Linked DNA regions of Mus musculus: all the other regions are linked to region 3. A link is a contact called in public Hi-C and HiChIP or PLAC-seq data. All regions are on one chromosome and are shown on one strand. Each heading gives the region's core, a stretch centred on a gene start, on an enhancer-like site or on the middle of the called end of the contact. The rest is flanking DNA. Distances are from core to core; before and after follow the strand shown. Region 1 overlaps Adgrv1 (adhesion G protein-coupled receptor V1). Region 2 overlaps Adgrv1 (adhesion G protein-coupled receptor V1). Region 3 holds the start of 5430425K12Rik (RIKEN cDNA 5430425K12 gene). Region 4 overlaps Adgrv1 (adhesion G protein-coupled receptor V1).

Region 1 (2,700 bases), core at 151-2,650, 290 kb after region 3:
ACCAACTATTTGACCAGGAAAATGTTTCATATTTAAAACTTGTGTTTCAATGTAGGAAGAGAGAGCCAAACCAAAATAGAAAACTATTATTACATAACTAAATGTGAAAAAAATATTGGCTTCCAGTGCCCTTGTGTGTATGAATGTGTAGTTATACTTCAAGTCTATTTGATGACAATAGACTCCAGCTCTTCAGCTTTTCTATCTTTATTTTTAGGGTTACGGTCCTTTGAATAACTCTTAAACCCCATCACAAACAATATGTACGTAGTATTTTTTACTATAGCTTTGTGCCTATATTAATTTCACCCCAGGAAACTTAAACCTGACCAATAGCATATTTAGAACTGTATGATGCTATTCACTGGGAAATGTGGGTAGTTTTGAGTGCTTCTGTCAAATGCATTAAATTCCCTAAGCAATCTTTGGTTGATTGTGGCTTTCTGTCCGAAAGAATCACAAAGACCTCTAGTGGCTTCCTCAGTATCCACGTTAAACTCATTCTACAGTGGAAGAATCAGTTTTACCTGATTACCAGTGCCATCTTAAGAAATCTTTTGCAGTTTTTCATTCAACTAGCATTCTCTGCATTCATTGACCCTCGATATTGACTCATTACCAGAGATACTGTGTGGCTTCCTAAGAGAAAAGCTCTTGGAAAAATGTCTGAATTTTGTTTGTTTGTTTGTTTGTTTGCTTGTTTGTTTTTTAAATTCACTGTCACCCTGAAGATGAAAATCACAGTCTAAAGAGGACAGTCGGGAGAAGTCACAATGATCCTAGTCCCTATTGTAACTTCTGAGAGAGTTTAAATTGGTGGTCAATTCATTACATCTAGACTTTTTATTACCGGAGAAAACAATAAAATTGATTACAATCAGATGGAACAAAATAATGGCTTATGGGGTCAGTGGTTACCAACGCTCACTCTCCTGCTGAGGCTTTGCTGTGCCAGCACCCACATCAGGCAGCTCACAGCTGCTTGTAACTCCGGCTTCCAAGGATGTGATACTTCTAAGTCACCTGCACTCACATCTCCACATACATAAACTTTCAAAAGGGCTTAACTAATATTTATAAAACCCCAAAGCAACCAAGTGACTTTTGCTTTATTTTGTAAAAGGCATTATTTTGTGCCCTGCAAAACAAAAAACAAAACAAACAAACAAAAAAACACCTTGTTTCATCTGTTTATATACCATTCTAATTTAAAGTGTTTGCAAATATTTACTCTTGCTTGTAAGGTATACAAGTTTCAAATGGAATTTTCTGATAGAGCCATAGGCTGATGATTTATATCACTGACCCTAGAGCTGGCTCCAAGCCCAGTCAGCTACTTCCCAGCTGTGTGACTTTGTATGCATATTATGTAACTCTCTGTGGATCAGATGTCTCCCTTCTGAAGCTTTCCAGTGTAATAGCTGGTCACAAGGACATCTTCAGAGTTACACTTGATAGTAAGCACAGAAGCAAACACTGTTGGATATTATCTTCCTGTTCTCATCTTATCAACACTTATTACCTAACTGGTAACATTTTCTCCTGTTCTGTTGAGAATGCAAGGGGCCTTATGCATGGAAGTGAGTTCTCTGCATACAATGTCTCATTCTACTGGTATATCCTTGGTTTCAGGACTTAAAACCAAAGTTGAACAACTTTGACACAACATCCTTGGAAGATGTGAGAGTTTTGTCATATCATTTCGCCACTGCTTACCATTGATCCCAAGCTATGTCCCTGATCATAGAGTGGAGTGTGTGGGTAAGAGGACACTGCTGGCTTAGTCTTCCACCTGTGGCAGATTTTCAAGCCATCAGCTAAAACAATCCAGCCTCATAACTTGCTCTCCCATGAAGTCTCTTACAGAAGACCAAAGTTACAAGCATTTTCAAAGTGATTATATTCGTTGCTTCAATTATATGTCCACAATGGCAAACTGATTCTTTTGTTTTGTTTTTATGTCAAATTGTGTGCTCTGTTAGGCTATTTATGCATCTATCTTGATAATTGATGTGAAAATTCTGAACTGGGTTAGGTAAATCACGCCTTCAACATCTTCTTCTGATTTAGGTAACTGTTATTGTTTCCCTAGTGTGTCTGTTCCTGAATGTGTGATTTTAATGTAAATTATTTCCTGCAGTGGGAGAAAGATGGGCACAGTGATTCAGAGAACAGAACAGTAAAGTAGAAGAATGTTGTCAGTAGTTGACACAGAGTAGGGGTGATATGAATGGACGACTTTTTAAATTTCCTTTTAATTAAAATTTTTCATAGAGTTTGATCATTTCACCCTCCACCCTCATAGATGTTCCCCACCTCTCTACCCATCCTCTCTCCTTCTCCCTCCCTCCCTCCCTCCCTTCCTCCCTCTTCTTCTCATGGTTTGAGTCACAGACACTTGCTGTAAGAAACCAACTCCCCTGCCTGAAATAAAAAGACTCTTAAAAAGCTTCAGTTTGGGAAAAGCAGGTAATCACTGATGGAAAACCCTAGTCTTTTATCCTGGCACAATTCCAAAGGAAGCCAATGGGGACCCCAAAGACTGCAGAAAATCTGATACTTTCCATTCGGGAAAAGTTTGCTGCCAAAGCTATTGCATCAAGTTACTGAAATCTTAGTGGGTGTAAATTGCGTCAACTGTCATTTATCCTTGTGAGAAACTTAGGGGCATGCCTTTCACTGAAAGGAAAGATTTAGCCT
Region 2 (2,700 bases), core at 26-2,525, 390 kb after region 3:
CATTTCAAGTGAAATTTAAAGTTTTAATTTTTAAATTAAATTTAATTATTTAATTAATTATTTAATTCATGTTTTAGAAACTATCATTGTCTTGTTAAATACAAAGGCTACTTGCAATCAACTTACTAGGATGGGATTCCGGAAGGATCCCATGGATATAATAGAAGGCAGATGCAGTGACAGTAGACATTCTTTTTTTATTGGTTATTTTTTTTATTTACATTTCAAATGTTATTCCCTTTCTAGTTTCCCCTCCACAAGCTCCCTGTTCCCTCCTGCCTCTCCCATGCTACTATGAGGGTGCTCCCCCACCCGCCTACCCACTCCTGCCTCAGCGGCCTAGTGTTCCCCTATCCTGGGTCATCAAGCCTCCATAGGATCAAGGGGCTCCCTTCCCAGGGATGCCAGATAAGGCTGTCCTCTGCCACATATCCAGCTGAAGCCATGGATATCCACTCTGTACTCCTTGGTTGGTGGTTTAGTCCCTGGGAGCTTCCGGGCATCTGGTTGGTTGATATTGTTGTTCTTCCTATGGGGCTGCAAACCCTGTCAGCACCTACAGTCCTTGGCTTAACTTCCCCATTGGGGTCCCTGCACTTAGCCTGGCAGTAGATATTCAATGGGAGGCCAATAGCATCTTGTATACAAAGAACATCCCATAATACCTTGCCATATCCCATTTCCCCATGTCCTGGTCCTGTGCCACACTTAAGCCCACAAAATCTAAGACAGTTATTTACAATTTTATCTTTCTAAAACAAATCATTTCAATACAACCTTGCTACCAAAATGGATTTTTTTTCATTAAAAACTAAAATGTATGAACAAATGATTTTGGTAATCATAGCCAGAAGCCTATCATCAGAGTCTCCATGTTTAGACATATTAAATATGAATTCATGAGCCAAAGTCAACCAATGTGTTGTTTTGAAGTTTCTAATCTTGGGACTTTATTTGAGGATGAGGCACGCCCATGCATTTCACTATCCAAGGGCAAATCCAGAGATCCAAAGGCTGGGCTCCACCCATCTATGATCCCTGTGGGGGTGGGTACCCACCTGACACCAGCAGCTCCCAGCAGCCCTGACTTGCAACTCATTGATCAGTGGTTTAGAACCCAATGTGCACCTTTTACTCTCTTGCCATCTCCTTTCCTATCAATCCCCAAATCAGTGTTAATTTTTGAAGGATGTTTTGAATTTCTAAAAGAGGTTAGTCTCAGACACAAAGAAAAGCAAACAAGGTCTTTAGCTGAGCCATGCTCAGCTCATGTGGCTAGTCCCCAGACTTCTGACCAAAGGGCACAGAGATTAATAAGTAATGCTAAAGTCAGAGATCAGTTAGACATCTCCTGAATTTGTAAGCCAAAATCCACAGTTACGCCATAAAACAAACCTTAAAATAATTATTTTAGTATCAAGTTCCTCTAAACCAAATTATTGGCTATTTTTAACTTTTAATTACTATTCAACAATGATAAATAATGCCATGTAAGCTATAATTAAAAATAAATTTCATAAAATGTATTTAAGTAAGCATTTTCTATATAATCTTTGCCACATGCTAATAATAATAATTGCTAGCAAAAAAGTCTGCCTCTGCAAAAAACAATTTGGAAGAGTATATGGTGCTGAGAGGAATGGCTTATTCTGGTTCAATTTGTTATTTTAATACCTGAAAGTTAGAAATGGAAAAACAAAGGACACAGTCACAAACATCACAACCCTTTGAGATTTGATGAGAACACCTGGGCAGAGACTATAAAACCACACCGCTCATAAACCTTCACATTACTTAAGAGTCCTGGTCTCCTAAGAGATCTGGAAGGTAATTAAAATATATTTCAGTGTGGTCCTAAGGTAACTGGTAATTAGCAGAGGATCCCTGGCATCAGGTTGTTGTTGTTGTTTGTGTGGGTAATAAATTCTCTGGTAGACCCAAAGTTCTTATCAGAAATCACGTGACATATGGATGTGATGAACAGGAGCAGAGAGCAGTATCATCAGGTAAAAATAAGTGAAAAACATCACTTTTGCTAAAATTCAATTATTCAGTAAAATAGTATTTATAAAAATTTGAACTACTTTTACATTTGTTTATCGATGACAGAGTGGTAGATTAGCTCAGGCTGGCCTCTATTTCAGTATCTAGCCAAGGCTGGCCTCAAATTTGATCTTTGTGCCTCATTCTCCTGAGGGAACTGTCTTACAGCCATATGTCATCACATGTGGGCTTATAGTTATATCTCAATCTGCATAAAATCTTACTCTGGAATTAGGCCTAAGTAGTTTATTCCTATTTAACACATAAATAATCTTAGTCAAATTACCAAAAAAGGCCCTTTCAGATTCAAATAAAATCAGTTTAACTGTTTAAAAACAGGCACAGGATTCTATCATTCAACTCTCTGTTGAAGGTTTATATGGGAATGCCCCCATGGAGGAGTTAGCAAAGTGACTGACACAGAACATAACCTCCCTTAAGAAGAGTTTGGGGCCTTCAATGTGGCTCAAGGGTAAAAGGAGCTTGCCATAAAGCTGGAGGACTTGACTTGGACTCCAGGGACGTATATTGTGGAATGAGAGCCAATTCCCCCTATAAGCAGCCCTGTAACCCCTACATAGTGCAGAAATAAATAAGCAAGTAAGTAAACATTTTACCCTGAGTTTTAAAACATAGTTTTTATTCAGCTAAACTCAG
Region 3 (2,700 bases), core at 53-2,552:
AGGAAATGCAGGAGATGCGAATTTCTGAAGGGCTTTTCAGTTCTCATGGCAATGTCTGTTTCTCCCTGATGGCCAGCCTTTGCCTGGTTTGACCTGGCTGTGCCAGATCTAGCTGCTATGAGTTCTGCTGCTGCTGCTGCTGCTGGCTCTGCACCCCCCCCCCCTGCCCCGCTCCCAACTGGTCCTTTAGGCACTCCTTTCCATGTGTCAGATGAGGACTCCTTTCCCATTAGCTTGCCATCCACAGGCAGTGCAGTCCAGCCCAGACAGCTGCCTTTGGCTTTGAAAACTGCCTGGCTCACTTCCCCACCAGTCTGTGAAGGAGTCCAACATGCCACTTGATGTCACATGTGTTGCAGGTGTTGTGGATGAAATTGCTACAGGAGCTGGATGTAAATGATGTCATTGGGCAAGACGGGACTTGGCATGCCCACGTTTGTCCAAATGCTGTTCATATCTCCCAGCGAAAAGATGTTGTAAATAAAGAGAACAAGCACAAACTGATCTTAAAGACTGAGCATAAACAAGAGCTGTCCTGGGCACTATGGAAAAGCTTGCAGTTCTCATAGTAAGACTACCCTTGTGTTAGAAACCTGTTGTGCAGACTGAGGAAGTGAAGGCTCAGACAGGTTCAGAGACTTATGCAAGGTCCCACAACTCCACAGATCCCTTTATTCTCTCTCTCTCTCTCTCTCTCTCTCTCTCTCTCTCTCTCACACACACACACACACACACACACTCATAACACACTCACACCTGTATACTGACTCACACACACACTCACACACATTTACACTCATTCATAAATACACACACACACACACACACACACACACTCATAACACACTCACACCTGTATACTGACTCACACACACACTCCCACACATTTACACTCATACATAAATACACACACACACACACACACACACACACACACACACTACTGAGGACAGCAGCCAAGGCCCTGCATATACTAAGCATAGGACTATATAAACAGTTACAGATTACTGTTTATCTTGAATCTGAACACAAATCAACGTGTTCTTTAAACTTTGGACTGGTTTACAGCAGGAACCATGAGATATTAGCATTGTACTAAGATTTCTGATTCCAGGCTGATTATCAGTTTTCTAGGAGTCAAACAAACATAGGGCATTTAGCCTGGGCCTATGAAGTCATGTTCATAAACATGCTATCAATCTAAATACATTGGCTTGAAAGGAAGCAGCAAAGCAATACTAACATAAAGGTCATCAGATAAAAATGTGGTTAAATATATGTGCATTCCCAGAACTACACTAGGGAGAAGATGGGGGAAAGTATGCCTGTTTTTGTGACTTGTTGGTAACTGCCGAGTTCTTTTCCTTGGGACTAAAAACAATTTACAGCATTGCCAACAGCATTCAGTACATTCAGAACAGGATCATTTCACCCAGAGCTGACCGAAGGCCTTGCTCGGGACAGCATCGAGGACGGCTGTCCAGCAGACAGGGGAGTATGCCAGGTTCAGCAAGTGAAAAGCCAAGCAGGGCCATTTTAAGCAACACAGCTTATGTAAGTGAGAGCTAACTGTCTCACTGGAAGTGGGTCAGACAGGAGCTGGGAGAACTGGGGTCCTTATGACCCCAGTGAAACCTACAGATAGCTTTCCTTTGCATCTCTTAGAATGTGACTAGTTATGAAACAATGTCAGAGTTCAGTTCAGGCCTCTGTATTTCCCACCCTCTTCTTGTTTCCAAATGGTTTTCTTTCTCCCTTTCTTCATTGGAATATGCTAAGCTAAGCGAGGCACACATCATTTGATAGAGTTTGATAATGTGACTGCTGGGAACAGGGAAAAAAGGTAGGGGATAAAGAAAGATCCTTTTTGCGGCTCACAGCTGTGATTCAGTTCTGACTCAAGAGGAAGTGTGCCACCTACTGACTCCCAGAAACCACTTCCGGTGGCTGTTTGGTTTATTCTGGAGGCATCAGGCCAGGCCAGGGACTGCCCTGCCCTGACCCTTGCCTGGCTCTCCAGAGCCAAGGCGTTCACAGCTTGAGTTGGTTTGGCCTAAGACTCTTGAGAACATTACAGATTAAATTTCAAGTGTTTCGTTTCCTAGCAAAGAGTCTTTAGCAACATAAAAACGAGCATGTGTTATTTGCAAACCATCTGAACCATTACTCAACCTGAATGTTCCTAAGTTTTTGCAAGGTATGTATTCTGGATGACCGCTCTCCAGCGATCTGAATGTAATTAGTTTTTCCTGTGGGCAGCTCGGGCAGTCTGTAGGGTGGCACTAGCTGCATGAGTCTTCATGGGAGCCCTTTAATCGGTGAAGCAACACTGGACTTGTTCTCATGGGTCCCTGTGTCTGAGCAAGTGCTCAGCCTATGTATGCAGATGGGTTGGGGGAAGTGGTGTGTGGCAGCCACACAGTGTTGCCCTCATACCAGAACTGTACTCTGCCCTCTAGAAATGGGGCCCTGGCTGACCACTGGAGCTCACTTTGGAGTCAACTTTTCTTGAAGGAGCCCCCAAGTACCTTCTTTAATGTAGGGACATATAGAAGAAGGAAAGCGGGTGGGGGGGGGGGCGATGGAGGTAGCCTCAACATTACTTTTTGCTGTATTGGCAGGTGAAAAGAGGAGTAGTAAGTGGTTTGGTTCCATAATGTCATCTTCAAACAGACTAAAGGTTTTTGATTGTTTTTAATC
Region 4 (2,700 bases), core at 73-2,572, 430 kb after region 3:
GATTGATAGATAGACAGGCAGACAGAGTTCTTAGTTAATAGCATTTGGGGCCCTAGACATGTCTTTCCTATTTTAACAGTTTCAATGCCACAGGTCAAGATACTTGGGGAAGTTAAGTCCTGTCCTACTGGAAGGAGACAGGGTTTTGGAGTCATATATGGCTTTGGGTTCAGTCTTGCATGCAGTGATCCTTAGAAAGTCTCCAAGATGATAGATACTTAAAGTTAAAATGACAAGGGCTCAGACTAAGGGAAAGTCTTTTAGGAGTTGTGTGCAATCTGGATCATTCCTGAAAAACAGACATTGTACAAAGACATTCCTGAATGTTGCGGCGTGATAAACAGCCCAACTTTTACTGAATTCTAGATAATAGTCCTAAGAGTTAACATAAAATTCTCTTCCGCCTTCATGAAGAAGAGAAAGATGAAGTTAAAATCCATGCACATCCATTAGCTGACAAAAATAAGGTAAAAACCAAATAAAACCACGTAAGTGTTTCAACTTCTGAGCTAGTCACATAGACCATGGTGAGTCAGTAGAGAGGCTTCACAGAGCTTGTGCCACAGCCATGCACATGAAGGGTCTCTGGACAGATATCTTTATTCAGTTTCAGAAGATGAAGTTAAGCCATAGACAAAAAGAAACAGAAATCAAGTGTTTTCCTGTTGGCAAGATTTATTAATCTGAGCAAACATGGTTATCTTTCTGTTCTTTTTTTAGATTTGGGGAGTTGCTTTTCCCGACAGAAGCTCTGGAATTGAGAACCCCGCCTGGCAAAGATGCCCTTTGTCCCTCCTGCCACCAGCCCGCTCAGGGCACACAGGGCAATGTGACTCTAAGATAAAAGTTCCAAAGATAGAAGTAGATGTTTTCCCCAGGAATATCTGGCAACAGCATGAAAGGCTGTTGGCTATGTTTCCCACCACATTGGAAGAGAGTGCTCTCACACCTTGCTGCTTAAGCGTTTCCTTGCAGATAAATGAGAAAAAACACAACTTGACACTGAGGGAAATATACTGCTAAAAATATAAACCTTTTCTCAAAAAGTCTGTGATATTTCAATAAGCACAATTTTCTATATTAATAGTAGGCAGGTTACTATTTAGCATAAATGTCGTGGTGGACCGTCTATGGCCCCTGCATTTAAAAGTAACTGATGGGTGGGACAAGGTATTTCTACCAAGGACAGGTAGATACAAGCTTTCGGGTGTTAATTTGCAAATTTGTTCGCTGCAATTTTGAATACAAGAACAAAAAAAAAAAACATAGCTAGAGACTCACAAATGTTTTTTTGCTATGCTATACACTCTGTAGCTAGGCCAAAGAAATCTTTGAAAGGATCCTTCAGTTTTTAACCTTACTCCAACTCTGCAAGACTAACTTTGGTTTTGGGTGGGGAAAAATCCTATACTGCCACCTGCTGGTATATTGTAGTCAATGCCACTTTTTTTCTAAATTTTTTTTTTCCAAAAATGTGTATTGATCATATTTTCCCCTCTGACTACATCCCTACCCATCTAACTTCAATACAAGAACCATCTATTAATTCTTTTGTATCCACCTCCTATTCAGAATATAAATATAATAAAATATGTAGTGAATTAGTAATACAATATTCTATATGTTTCTAAAATTAGAGAACAAGCAAACTTAGGCACATTTCCCTGACAATATGATTTACAAATACATTGTACCATACTCCTTCAAAATGAAGGGATGAGATACGGCTCAGGTGGTCGTGTTTGCCTAGCATGCACAAGGCCCTGGGCTCAATTTTCAGCAACATCCTCAAAGTTAAAATGGCACAGGGCTCAGACTAAGGGGAAGTCTTTTAGGAGTTGTGTGCAATCTGGATCATTCCTGAAAAGCAGACATTGTACAATGACATTCCTGAATGTTGCGGCGTGATAAACAGCCCAACGTTTACTGAATTCTAAATAATAGTCTAAACCAGTCTGATGACGCAAGTCCCTAATCTCAGTATGCTGTACATGGAGACAGAAAGAGTAGAAGTTTGAGGTCATCCTCAGCTACATAGCAAGTCCAGGGCACCCTGTGCTACAGAAGAGCCATCTCTCTGTGACACATATGTACACACATATGCATGCATGCACATGCGCGCACACACACACACACACAAACATGACAATCAACTAAGTCTTGATAAGGAAAGATCTTGGCATGCCTGTCTTCCCCATATTCACAAGTCACCCCTATAGGTAAGTGGAGACATTTTACTCCTTAAAAAGAACCACGGTCCCAAACCCTTGTTTGTTTGTTTGTTTGTTTGTTTGTTTGTTTTTTCATTTCTCCAGGCAATTTAAACTCTAATAATGTCTACTCAGCAAAGATGCAGGATCCAAAAATAGGAGATCCATGTCTGGAACTGTAATGGTCCCAATAACACAATTCTACAACTCATACTATAAGTACTTTAAAGTTTGGTCAATGTAAATAAAAGCCAGTGTTCCTGTAAACATTTCCATTTCTCGTTTTGGAGAATCTGACATTTTTGGAAAGTCCTCACTTTGGAGCAGGAGAGGCAGCTCAGTATTCAAGGGCATTTGCTGCCCTTGCAAGAGCAGCCGAGTGGTTCTCAGTACCCAAGCTGGGTGACTCACCACAGCTATGAATTCAGGTCCTCGGAGTGCAATGCCACCATCTCTCTGCTACATTATACAGTTCATGTGCATATCCCCC

The links. Hi-C and Micro-C count contacts between places; a contact is called where the count stands out from the background. HiChIP or PLAC-seq counts read pairs in DNA pulled down with a chosen protein or histone mark.
Region 1: a contact with region 3 is called in a Hi-C map of bone marrow-derived macrophages, with 1.9 times the contacts expected there. The contact joins the enhancer-like site here to the promoter of 5430425K12Rik in region 3. A contact is called at or near these places in 4 of 484 Hi-C or Micro-C datasets (bone marrow-derived macrophages, granulocyte-monocyte progenitors, myeloid progenitors and 1 more) and 1 of 9 other capture datasets (bone marrow-derived macrophages).
Region 2: a contact with region 3 is called in an H3K27ac HiChIP or PLAC-seq map of hepatocytes, with 5 times the contacts expected there. The contact joins the enhancer-like site here to the promoter of 5430425K12Rik in region 3. A contact is called at or near these places in 3 of 39 promoter capture datasets (hippocampal neurons, liver and neutrophils), 1 of 15 datasets of contacts at CTCF or cohesin (the NIH/3T3 cell line), 3 of 484 Hi-C or Micro-C datasets (liver and pancreatic cancer cells) and 2 of 115 datasets of contacts at active chromatin or transcription factors (embryonic fibroblasts and hepatocytes).
Region 4: a Hi-C map of liver shows a contact between it and region 3, with 2.5 times the contacts expected there. The contact joins the enhancer-like site here to the promoter of 5430425K12Rik in region 3. A contact is called at or near these places in 1 of 39 promoter capture datasets (the C10 cell line), 2 of 15 datasets of contacts at CTCF or cohesin (CD8 T cells and the NIH/3T3 cell line), 4 of 484 Hi-C or Micro-C datasets (bone marrow-derived macrophages, epidermal suprabasal cells and liver) and 4 of 115 datasets of contacts at active chromatin or transcription factors (the NIH/3T3 cell line, bone marrow-derived macrophages, effector CD8 T cells and 1 more).

The regions. Positions count from the first base shown.
Region 1 is chr13:81,231,686-81,234,385 of GRCm38.p6, forward strand. The region is part of intron 85 of Adgrv1 (adhesion G protein-coupled receptor V1); the gene reads right to left. Among named protein-coding and RNA genes, the nearest start is that of Gm32639, 130 kb to the left of the region's middle. Within about 2 kb of position 1,401, at least 10 of the 459 cell types and tissues checked have an H3K27ac peak or open chromatin away from gene starts, as enhancers often do. A contact at or near this core is called in bone marrow-derived macrophages, where this site is marked.
Region 2 is chr13:81,324,731-81,327,430 of GRCm38.p6, forward strand. All of the region lies in intron 83 of Adgrv1 (adhesion G protein-coupled receptor V1), which reads right to left. Among named protein-coding and RNA genes, the nearest start is that of Gm32639, 220 kb to the left of the region's middle. Within about 2 kb of position 1,276, at least 6 of the 459 cell types and tissues checked have an H3K27ac peak or open chromatin away from gene starts, as enhancers often do. A contact at or near this core is called in hepatocytes and liver, where this site is marked.
Region 3 is chr13:80,939,101-80,941,800 of GRCm38.p6, forward strand. It overlaps 5430425K12Rik (RIKEN cDNA 5430425K12 gene), which reads left to right and starts at 1,303. Exons shown (of 5, transcript NR_103550.1): 1 at 1,303-1,554; 2 at 2,106-2,197.
Region 4 is chr13:81,368,384-81,371,083 of GRCm38.p6, forward strand. The region is part of intron 83 of Adgrv1 (adhesion G protein-coupled receptor V1); the gene reads right to left. Among named protein-coding and RNA genes, the nearest start is that of Adgrv1, 260 kb to the right of the region's middle. Within about 2 kb of position 1,323, at least 9 of the 459 cell types and tissues checked have an H3K27ac peak or open chromatin away from gene starts, as enhancers often do. A contact at or near this core is called in liver, where this site is marked.